Regions from separate parts of the Mus musculus genome. Here region 2 is linked to region 1. The links are chromatin contacts, called in public Hi-C maps. All regions are on one chromosome and are shown on one strand. The core of a region is the stretch at or near the end of the contact, and the rest is flanking DNA. Distances in the headings are between cores, read along the strand shown. Region 1 has its middle 35 kb from the start of 4930447J18Rik. Region 2 has its middle 47 kb from the start of Peli2.

Region 1 (4,817 bases), core at 1,091-3,590:
ACGAGATCTGGCTCCCTCTTTTGGAGTGTCTGAAGTCAGCTACAGTGTACTTACATATAATTAATAAATAAATAAATAAATAAATAAATAAATAAATAAATAAATAAATCTTAAAAAAAAAAGCAAGGTGTTTAGCTCCCAAATCTAAATGGCACCTGGCCCCAATACGCACGCACACATACATATATACACAAAATATCACAGTCGAATATAATATCAAGAAACACGAAGCATTCTCTTAGCAATGATGAAAAAATTTACCTGAACAGTGAATTTGAACTTGAGCCAGGATAGATTAACCTAGAGAAAACAGTGGCCAAACTGCAGGCGGGGATGGTTCTTAATGGTGGGAACCAAAATGTAGTTTTATTTTTTTTTAATTTTAATTTAATAATGGTTTTTAAATGTTTTAATTTCTTTTTAAGCCCATCATCTACTAGAGGTAGTAGAAAAGAAAAGTTGTTGGGATATGGGAGAAGTAGACCTGTTTAGAAATTGTTTGGGAGTAAATTTAATCTGTGTTGTGAGGAAATTAGTTTATTGGAATCCACAGTGGCTCCTTGGTCTATTTGAAAACACTTGTGAATATATTAGTATTCTGGCTTAGTAGTGTCGGGATAGTACACATGAGTCAGTAGTGATGGCACGGCCTGGCAGAGTTGCTCAGGCCTTATCCGAATCGACGGGAGTCAGCAGGAACAGTTAACTAGGAGAAGTTTTTCCTTGTGTCTTTTTGTTTTTGTTTTTGTTTTTGTTTTTGTTTTTGTTTTTGTTTTTTTAACAAAGTGAAGGTTAGGGAAGACTTGAGACCAAGAAGTGTTGTAAAGTTAGTTATGTAAGTAAGTCCTCCTCGTTGTCTGTTGAGTTCTATTTATGTTTCTTTTAAATATCACGTGTCTTTTATGGGTTTTGTCTTATCATGTGTCTTGTCTTAGTAGGTGAGGCTGTCCTAGTAAAACTTCACATGAATATGTATTAGCTGATATTATTTTGTCCATTGGCCTGAGTCTGTGAAAGTAGCAAGGAGTCACCAGAACAGCATCACAAGTTTTTTGGCTTTTTGTTGTTGTTGTTGTTGTTGTTGTTGTTGTTGTTTTGTTTTCTTTTGTTTTAATGGGGTCATGGCAAACTGGGCTTAGTTACATAATGTAAGGTGAACTAACATATGTGTGTCGTCATTAGTGAAGAATCTTTTATCATGTGTCTTTTTCACCTGTGTCCACTTCAGGAAAACACTCCTTTCCGAGTCTGCCCCAGCAAAACACCATCTGACACAACTGACTTTCTAAAGAATCTGTAAGTTTCTATTTCACCACAATGCGAAGCAACTATTTTCCAAATATCAGCAGAAAGAGTCACTGGGCAGAGGGCCACCTTCCCAGTTGTCACTACAGCCATGATAAGGAACACTGTCAAATAATGATAGCAGCTGAGATTCTCAAATGTAAAACATCCTAAAACTGAAGGAAAGAGTGACGGAAACTCACATCGTATAAATCTAAGAAACTATGATGGCATCAAGGGTCCAGAGCCTCAGATTTCCAAAGCCAGGCCTGGACTTAAAGCATGAAGAATGCAAACCTGTCACTTTTGACTGCATGCTTATACTTTCTAAGCTTCCGGGGTAGCAAAATTCAAAGCCATGAATCGGGTTGAAAAGCTTAGATCCTTTCCTTGGTGCAGCAATAGGACAGATCTACAAGGAACTTTTACATTGTAGTTCATCACTAACATTGTAATGTCCTAGAGAAACTTATAAATGTCACCTCAGTGTCATTTTGCACCAAAGTTTCCTCCATGACGAAGCCAGGGTGCCTTGAGCCTCAGAGGGATGCCAAGGTGGTACAGAATGGCTCACAGGTTTAGAATATGGTGCCAACAGGAATCTGAGTGTCTGGACTGAAACCAAACCCAAGATACTCCCCCCACCCCCCAAAAAACCCCACATGTTGTAACAAAATAGTATTTGGAGGAAAAAAAATACAGAAAAACCAAGCTTAGGGGAGAAGGCAAGTGGGAACTGGAGAGATCTGCCAACATGAACACTCATCTCAAAACCAAGGGCTTGGACCCAGGTGAGAAAGCCACTGTTACAGGTAGGCAGCCACCGGATACCCTCCAGAGAGAACGATTTTCAGTGGGCCACCAGCCTTTCCATGTACTTTTTTGATCTTGAAAAATGAAATATAATTGTCACATATTATGACAACCTCAAGGAGACTTCTAGTAGATAAAGCATTGAAGAGTGAAACTGTACCCACAAACACACACACTCCACACATTTCATTACTGACAAAAACGAAGAAACGAAGAGGGAAGTGTGTGCAGAGCGAGGATTGAACAGTGCTTCTTGCAATATATCGTGCATGAGAGAATTTGCTGAGTCACAGATTCTGGTCCACGTTTCGTTTTCCCTCCATTTTCCAGTCTGTTCTATTTTGTAATATTTATAGTCTGATAATGATGCTGCTGTGACTCTCCTTGCACAGCCTCACACCAACTCCTTCACCAAGAGCTGCATTTTGAGTCAGAAGACATCAGCTAAATTGAGATTTACAAAGAACTTAATAAATACAAATAGAAATAGGTGGACCCTGGATACTATATTCTGAGCATTCTCTTTCTTTATGTGCTTACAAATTATACACCAGCTTGCAGAGTGTCTCAAAGGAGCGGGGTGTAAATCTCAGAATCCCAGCACCTTGGAGATGCTTCCATCTGAAGCCACTAATTAGGGCGGTTAAATGTTGCTTTCCTCACGGGCAGGCTCCGTCTTTGCAGGTGCTAGGAGCTAAGTGTGGGAAAGAGTGGGTATTACCTGAGAATTACAACAATAGATGAATGACATTAAAAAAAAAGTCCCTAATATATTCCAGACACAGACTTTAAATGAATCTAGCAGTGGACAGGGTCTAGTATGCTGTGAGCCAGAGTCTTTGGGAACATGCTGTTTTGTGGTTTACAGGGAAACAGGCTGCTTTGTGGTTTGCAGGCTCATGAGTGAGTCAGAATTGGCCTCATTGCTTCACTTTTAAAGCCATTACTTGGCACCATCACAGTGACAAACCAACGGCCCAAAATGCGATTAGCTATTATACATCCTCGTTAAGCAACAGCCTGGTTGCCCCTGGCATACATGTGAGATGCAGTAAATGTGACAAGCCTCACTGTGCAGCAGGTCCCGGTTCAGATGAGATAAGGAATTCACGTTGCACAAAACATTTTTTTCCTGTAAACTCCAAAAACTATTTCAAAAAATCCACTGCCAAAATTAGAGAGATGTTTTATAGCATAACATAAATGTACTGTCTAAGAGGTTCTGGGCTCCCTCTGGAACTGTATGATATTTTAATAATATTTATCATTTTTCTTCTGTACTTAAAAAGTATGGTCAGAAATGCACAACACATAAATTGGTTTCTCTGGCCTTTGTTTTTGTTTTTGTTTTTAATGTTTGTATTACATCATTTTAGTGGCTCTTGAATTCTGACAAGACGTTATCAGCTCTCCAAAACTGATGCCATCTCCCTGGGGCATGAGACTGGAATGTGTAAAAAGCTAAGATACCCTTCCCTTCCTAACTCAAGCCCTAAGAAGAGGAAAGCCAGGTTTTTATTGCCTGTCTGCAAATGCAGAGCAAGTACCTGACCCAACAAAAGGTCTCTATTAATTCAAATAGCCAAAGTCACCAATATGAGTGACTGAAATATCCACTGTCCTAATTCCCTGCCCTGCCTCACCCCTCCCAGCTGGATCTCAGCCGCAGACGTGATGTCTCCCCGTTTCCTGAATGCTTAGCTGTAGGACTCACGTTGCTTTCCATGATAAGCGGGTTTCAGAGTTTGTGAGCCCCGATCTTTTAGGTTTCACTTGTAGTGTGGGATACGCACGATTAAGACCAGTGGCGGACAGACATGCTGACAACCTCTGTCAGTGTCCTTCCTGTCTTAGTTACTTTTCTACTGTTGTGACAAAGCACCACAACCAAGACAACTTATAAAAGGAAGCATTTAACTGGGGGCTTGCTTACAGCTTTGAGAGGGTTAATCCATGACCGTCATGGTAAGGAACATGGCAGCAAACAGGCAGGCATGGCACTGGAGATGTAGCTGAGAACTCACATCTGATCAATCCATAAAACAAGGCAGAGAGAGCTCTGGAAATGACAGAGGTTTTTTAAACCTCAAAGATCTCCCCTCAGTGATGCATCTCCTCCAACAAGGACATGCCTCCTAATCCTTCCCAAACAGTTCCACCAACTGTAGAACAAGCATTCAAATATATGCACATATGGAAGCCATTCTCATTCAAATCTTAGTATGTCTCATTCTGTAATTTTCTCATCCCTGTCCACTTTGACTCTCTGCCAGGGCATGTAGCATCTTTAGTCAATGGGACAGTAGCTGATATGACAATGAAAAGGCTTTATAAAAAACCTTTAAGTAGAGGCTGAGGGAAGGGCCAATTGGTAGAATGTTTGGCTGACATGTACAAGGCCCTCAGTTCAATTCCCAGCACCCACATAAACCAGAGGTGATGGCATCTATACTGGCTAATTTTGTGTCAACTTGACACAGCTGGAGTTATCACAGAGAAAGGAGCTTCAGTTGAGGAAATGCCTCCATGAGATCCAGCTGTAAGGCATTTTCTCAATTAGTGATCAAGGGGGAAAGGCCCCTTGTGAGTGACCATCTCTGGGCTGGTAGTCTTGGTTCTATAAGAGAGCAGGCTGAGCAAGCCAGGGGAAGAAAGCCAGTAAAGAACATCCCTCCATGGCTTCTGCATCAGCTCCTGCTTCTTGACCTGCTTGAGTTCCA
Region 2 (4,817 bases), core at 1,300-3,799, 210 kb before region 1:
TGGTGTCTTGAGTTTGTTGCTTGGTTGTTTTCCTATAAAAATGTGTTTCTTTCAAAGCTTTACTGCTACTGGGCATTTAGCTTCCCCTCTGGTTCCTGATAGGTATTCTCCATCTCTTCATAACCTCCTCTGGTCTTCTCTCAGCTGTGTCCAGCCTTCTGGTCTCGACCTTTCACTCTTCCTTTACCCACTGTCTTCTCTTCTTAATTCCTCTGCCTCTAACTCTCCCCTGGATGAGTAGCTCACATGTTTAGCTCAGGCTGTGGCTGATTTCATTGGCTGATCCCCTCGGCTTGGGGTGTAGATAAGTTTGTAGGATGTGCCAGGCCCTTGGTTCAATCCTCAGTATCACATAAAAACATTTTGAAGAGAGGATGTACTTGACTCTGAAGTAGGATATGAGCTCGAAGGCTGTTTGCCTTCCTTTAGGGGAGGCTCATGCATGGTCTACTTTCTCCAGAGAGCCTTTCAGACCCATGCACCCTTGGTCAACATTAGTTCTTCCAATGGGAAATCTCTCTTCCTTCATATCCCCCCTTCTGTATTTAGTGTCACATATACCATAACTCTAAGGTAATATTGGCTTCACAGGCCCAGTGCCATATTGGTACCCCAGACGAGTGATTCTCAACCTGTAGGTCATGACCTCTTAGGGACTGTCAAACAACCTTTTCACCTGGTTGCCTAAGACCATCCGCATATTAGATGTTTCCATTACGATTCATAACAGTAGCAGAATTACAGTTGTGAAGTAACAACAAAAATAATTTTATGGTTGCAGGGGGGCCACCATGACATGAGGAACTATACTAAGAGGTCACGGCATTAGGAAGGTTGGGAAGCACTGGTCTAGCAAATGGAGGAGTGTGCGTTCCCTATGGGAGGCTGAGCACGTTTAAAAGGAATGACTGTTGAATATGTTGGACAACTACGTCTAAAACTGGACTCCAGGGAGCAAAGAAGGCAGGTCCAGATGAAATGACTGGTGAGGGCTGAGGGATGATGGACCCCTAGGAGAGGACTTAGAAAGGAGAGTGAAGGAAAGGCTGTGGAAACGGGATGGTTAGTCTTGACTGTCAGCGAGGATTTACAGTCTCTAGAAGGCACGCTTCTGAGCATCTCTGTGAGTTTTTTCCAGAGAGATTGACCTGAGGTTGGAAGACACAGCCTGAATATGGGTGGTAGCATCTCATGGGCTAGTGATCTGAACTGATAAAAAGCCATGAATACCAGCGTCCATTCGTCTCTCTCTGCTTCTGGATCACAGACTCAATGTGGCTTGCAGTTGTCCTGTGCTGTGTTTCTGTTGCCACAAGTGACACTCTGATACGGGCCAAAATAAACCATCTTCCCTTCAGTCGAGTTTGCCGGGTGTGTCTCAGCAGTGAGAAAAGCAACTGGTACAGAAAGTGTTGGGCAGAGGAGACAGAGAGCCATGGCCAGAGGAGACAAGAGAGCACCATTCTCTTCTCCCTGTCCAACGGCCTTGCATCCTAACTCTTCTTATATAATTTCCCTGTCCCAGGAAGAATAAAAACATGCTTATAAGATTGCTTCCAAGATTATTGTTGATAATGTTTGGGAGATCTTCAAACACAAAATACAAAGAGGAGGGGATTTGTTTTGTTTTGTTTTGTTTTGTTTTGTTTTGTTTTGTTTTGTTTGTAACCAGGCTTTAAATATTAAAGTGAGCAAATGTCTTTAAACACAATTAGAAAATACACCATGTTATAAATAAGTGCACTGACCACGCTGACTATAAATACTGAATGGGTTTTCAGCGACTGGATGAGAAATGTGATAAATTATATATAGAATGTGGGTGCTCACTCTGCTTTGCTTTGCTTACTCTCCCATCAAAGGGAGGAGGCAATAATATGTTAAATGCATTTTTAACATTAATTTCTTTCCTGTCTCCCTTTTATCTTTACATCAGCAGTAAATATTTTAGTTAATTAAGCTGAATTCCCACAGGCTTCTCTTCTAATGTGATCATTTAAATACAGGCCAGATGCTAACATGAATCTTAGACAGGCCTTTTTCATTCTTCGGGCCCCTTCTAGACTGTTCCATGGACAGTTTTAGAATACTTATTTCTGAAAATTAGCAGGCAAACATTTTTTCACAACAAGGAAAAACGACAACAACAACAACAGCAACAACAACAACGGCAAAACTACAGAAATAAAACCCAGCTTCCTATTTGTGGCACCAGTAACCAGCAGTGGAATGAAATCTTAAAAACACATTTGGGTGATGGCCATCAGGGGACACTGAAATCAAAATATCAGGTTTCAGTCAAAAACATAGAGACTGGATAATAAGAAATGTTCTTGAAAGCTCATTGTCTCCCTGGTGGCCAGGGATTGGATTGGATGGCGAGTCAGGGAACCTCATCTGTAGACAGATTAGAAGAAGAGAGGAAATTTTTCTTGAGTGTTCTGCTTCAGACTTGTTAGGAGCAAAACAGTCTCCCACGTCCTCTAACAGCACCGGCTGGGACTCTCTTGCCAAACCATTCAGCGGGCTTAGAATGCTAAACTTGGAATGGAGATTGCGTCATTCATCTGAGAGGCCTGTGGCTCGCTCGCTCCCATCTAACTGCTGGGAAAAGAGATACGGGAAAGGCTGTGGCCTCAGAATCCACGGGACCCTGCTCTGTTTTGCCTTCATGCTCGCCCACAGAAGAAGCGAAGGGAAGGGAAGGACAAACAGCACTGTCCTCCCGACCTGATATCAAGTGGAATTTTCCCACAATCTCATCGGATAGACTCTCCACTCAGCTTCATGAAGCCGGAGGCTGATCAGGGCAGACAATGAGCAGCAGAGCCCGGCAGATAGCACATGCTGTCAGGAGGTCAGAGGTCGAGAAACACATGGTCTGGGGCTCACTTACCCAGCTCCTTCTGTCCACAAAGGCTCAGCTGCCTCTTTGTACCAAAGGCTCCTATTGTCAGACTCATTCTCCACACAGTCGTTCCCTGGTTCTAGCAGCCAATTGTTCCTGAGGGGCTACGCTTGTTGAAGGTTAGCAGCAGTTTCTGTCCCAGAGAGCACCATCATTCCTAGTGAGAGTGTGAATCTGATTTGACAGACCCCTTAGCGGTGGTGAGAGATTGATGGTTGCTACGCTGCTACCTGCTGTACTGGTGACTTGAAGACCAACATGCAGACCACAGGACTGAAGGCTGTGACGCTCTGCTGCTGTTGGCCTTGAGCATGGGGTGAAGGGCCGAAGAGCGACCCCTTCCTCCATGTATTTCACACTCTGGACATAGCTTTAAGGGGGTGGGGCGGTAAGATCTGTCCATATGTAACATCACCTATTTGATCTTGAAACTTAATCAAGGCGTATGGATGGCTTCTACTTTCCTGTGCAAGATAGTAAAATGTTAATGTTAAGGTCAAGAAACCTTGAGAATTAAAAAATAGGATGGCAAAAACAAAAATAAACCCCTTAAAACTCTGAATTCTCATGGAACTTGCAAGGGAAGGAGAGCTCTGTAAACCACCCCAGTTGGATTCGGTGTTTGTTCCATAGTTTATCCTTGGGTTTTGTGCTTTGCTTTTTGTTTGCTTGTTTGTTTGTGTGTGTGTGTGTGTGTGTGTGTGTGTGTGTGTGTGAGAGAGAGAGAGAGAGAGAGACAGAGACAGAGACAGAGACAGAGACAGAGACACAGAGAGACAGAGACAGAGAGACAGAGAGACAGAGAGACAGAGAGACAGAGAGACAGAGAGACAGAGAGACAGAGACAGAGAGCACTAGTTTGGCCCTTTATGGAATTACAAGATCCTTAATTTTTTAGTAATCAGTTCTCTCTATTTAATCTCCCACTTGGATTATTTAGCCCCACCCCTCTAGAAGCAAGTGTGTCCCAGAAACCAGAGCAACAGGAGATCAAACACTTTTCAACTACAACTCTTCTTTTTGAAAGATTTAGTCTTTCTCCCTCTCCTGCCCCCATGTCTATCTTTCTGCCTCTGCCTCTGCCTCTGTCTCTGTTTCTCTGTTTCTCTCTCTCTCTCTCTCTCTCTCTCTGTATGTGTGTGTGTGTGTATGTATGTATGTATGTAAGTATGTATGTATGTATGTATGTGACATGGGTGCTGAGCAGTGTTGGCTCATGTGTAAGAGCAACATGACCTTTAACTATGGAGTCATCTCCCTAGACCTCATTCTTTGTTTCTTGTGCCTAAGTGTTCTGTAGCAAATCAGAAATACTGAGACCGAAGGCCATACCATTCATAGCCAAGCCGTGTAAAAAAACAAAACAAGACAAAAATCAATCAAACAAACAAAACCCTGATGACATCACAGGAGTTCCAGGACCGCCAGAGTTAACACAGACCCAACTTGTTGTTATAGCATGCCTCGTGGTACATTTACATAGACAGATGTAGCATAGGATAACATTCCCCAAATAAATAATTGTAAAACACATTTGATTATAAATGGAATAAGAGGAAGGTACTCCCCTGGACATGAGATGTAAATCATTTTTCTTAGCCAAAGGAGAATATGATCTCCTTGATCTGTGGGCATCTCTCCCAGAGAAATTGTGTGAATTATTTCACAACCAATGAAACATGAAAGATGCTAACTTGAATCTGACTTAGACAAGTGTTTCTCATTTTTCAGGTCCCTTCTAGAATTGTCATGTTACAGCCTTTCAGTGAATTGTTGTGTTAGAACCTTCTGGTCCTAATTGCTGGGACTGTTTAGACCAGTGTTTCTCAACCTGTGGGTCTTGATCCCCTGTGGGGATCAAATGGCCCTTTCACAGGGGTCGTCTAAGATCATTGGAAAACACAGATAT

What was found. Hi-C and Micro-C count contacts between places; a contact is called where the count stands out from the background.
Region 2: a Hi-C map of uterus shows a contact between it and region 1, with 1.8 times the contacts expected there. The contact joins two enhancer-like sites. A contact is called at or near these places in 1 of 484 Hi-C or Micro-C datasets (uterus), 2 of 115 datasets of contacts at active chromatin or transcription factors (both in embryonic stem cells) and 1 of 9 other capture datasets (embryonic stem cells).

What each region holds. Positions count from the first base shown.
Region 1 is chr14:47,861,469-47,866,285 of GRCm38.p6, reverse strand. No RefSeq gene overlaps it. Among named protein-coding and RNA genes, the nearest start is that of 4930447J18Rik, 35 kb to the left of the region's middle. Within about 2 kb of position 2,340, at least 83 of the 459 cell types and tissues checked have an H3K27ac peak or open chromatin away from gene starts, as enhancers often do. A contact at or near this core is called in uterus, where this site is marked.
Region 2 is chr14:48,071,788-48,076,604 of GRCm38.p6, reverse strand. No RefSeq gene overlaps it. Among named protein-coding and RNA genes, the nearest start is that of Peli2, 47 kb to the left of the region's middle. Within about 2 kb of position 2,549, at least 106 of the 459 cell types and tissues checked have an H3K27ac peak or open chromatin away from gene starts, as enhancers often do. A contact at or near this core is called in uterus, where this site is marked.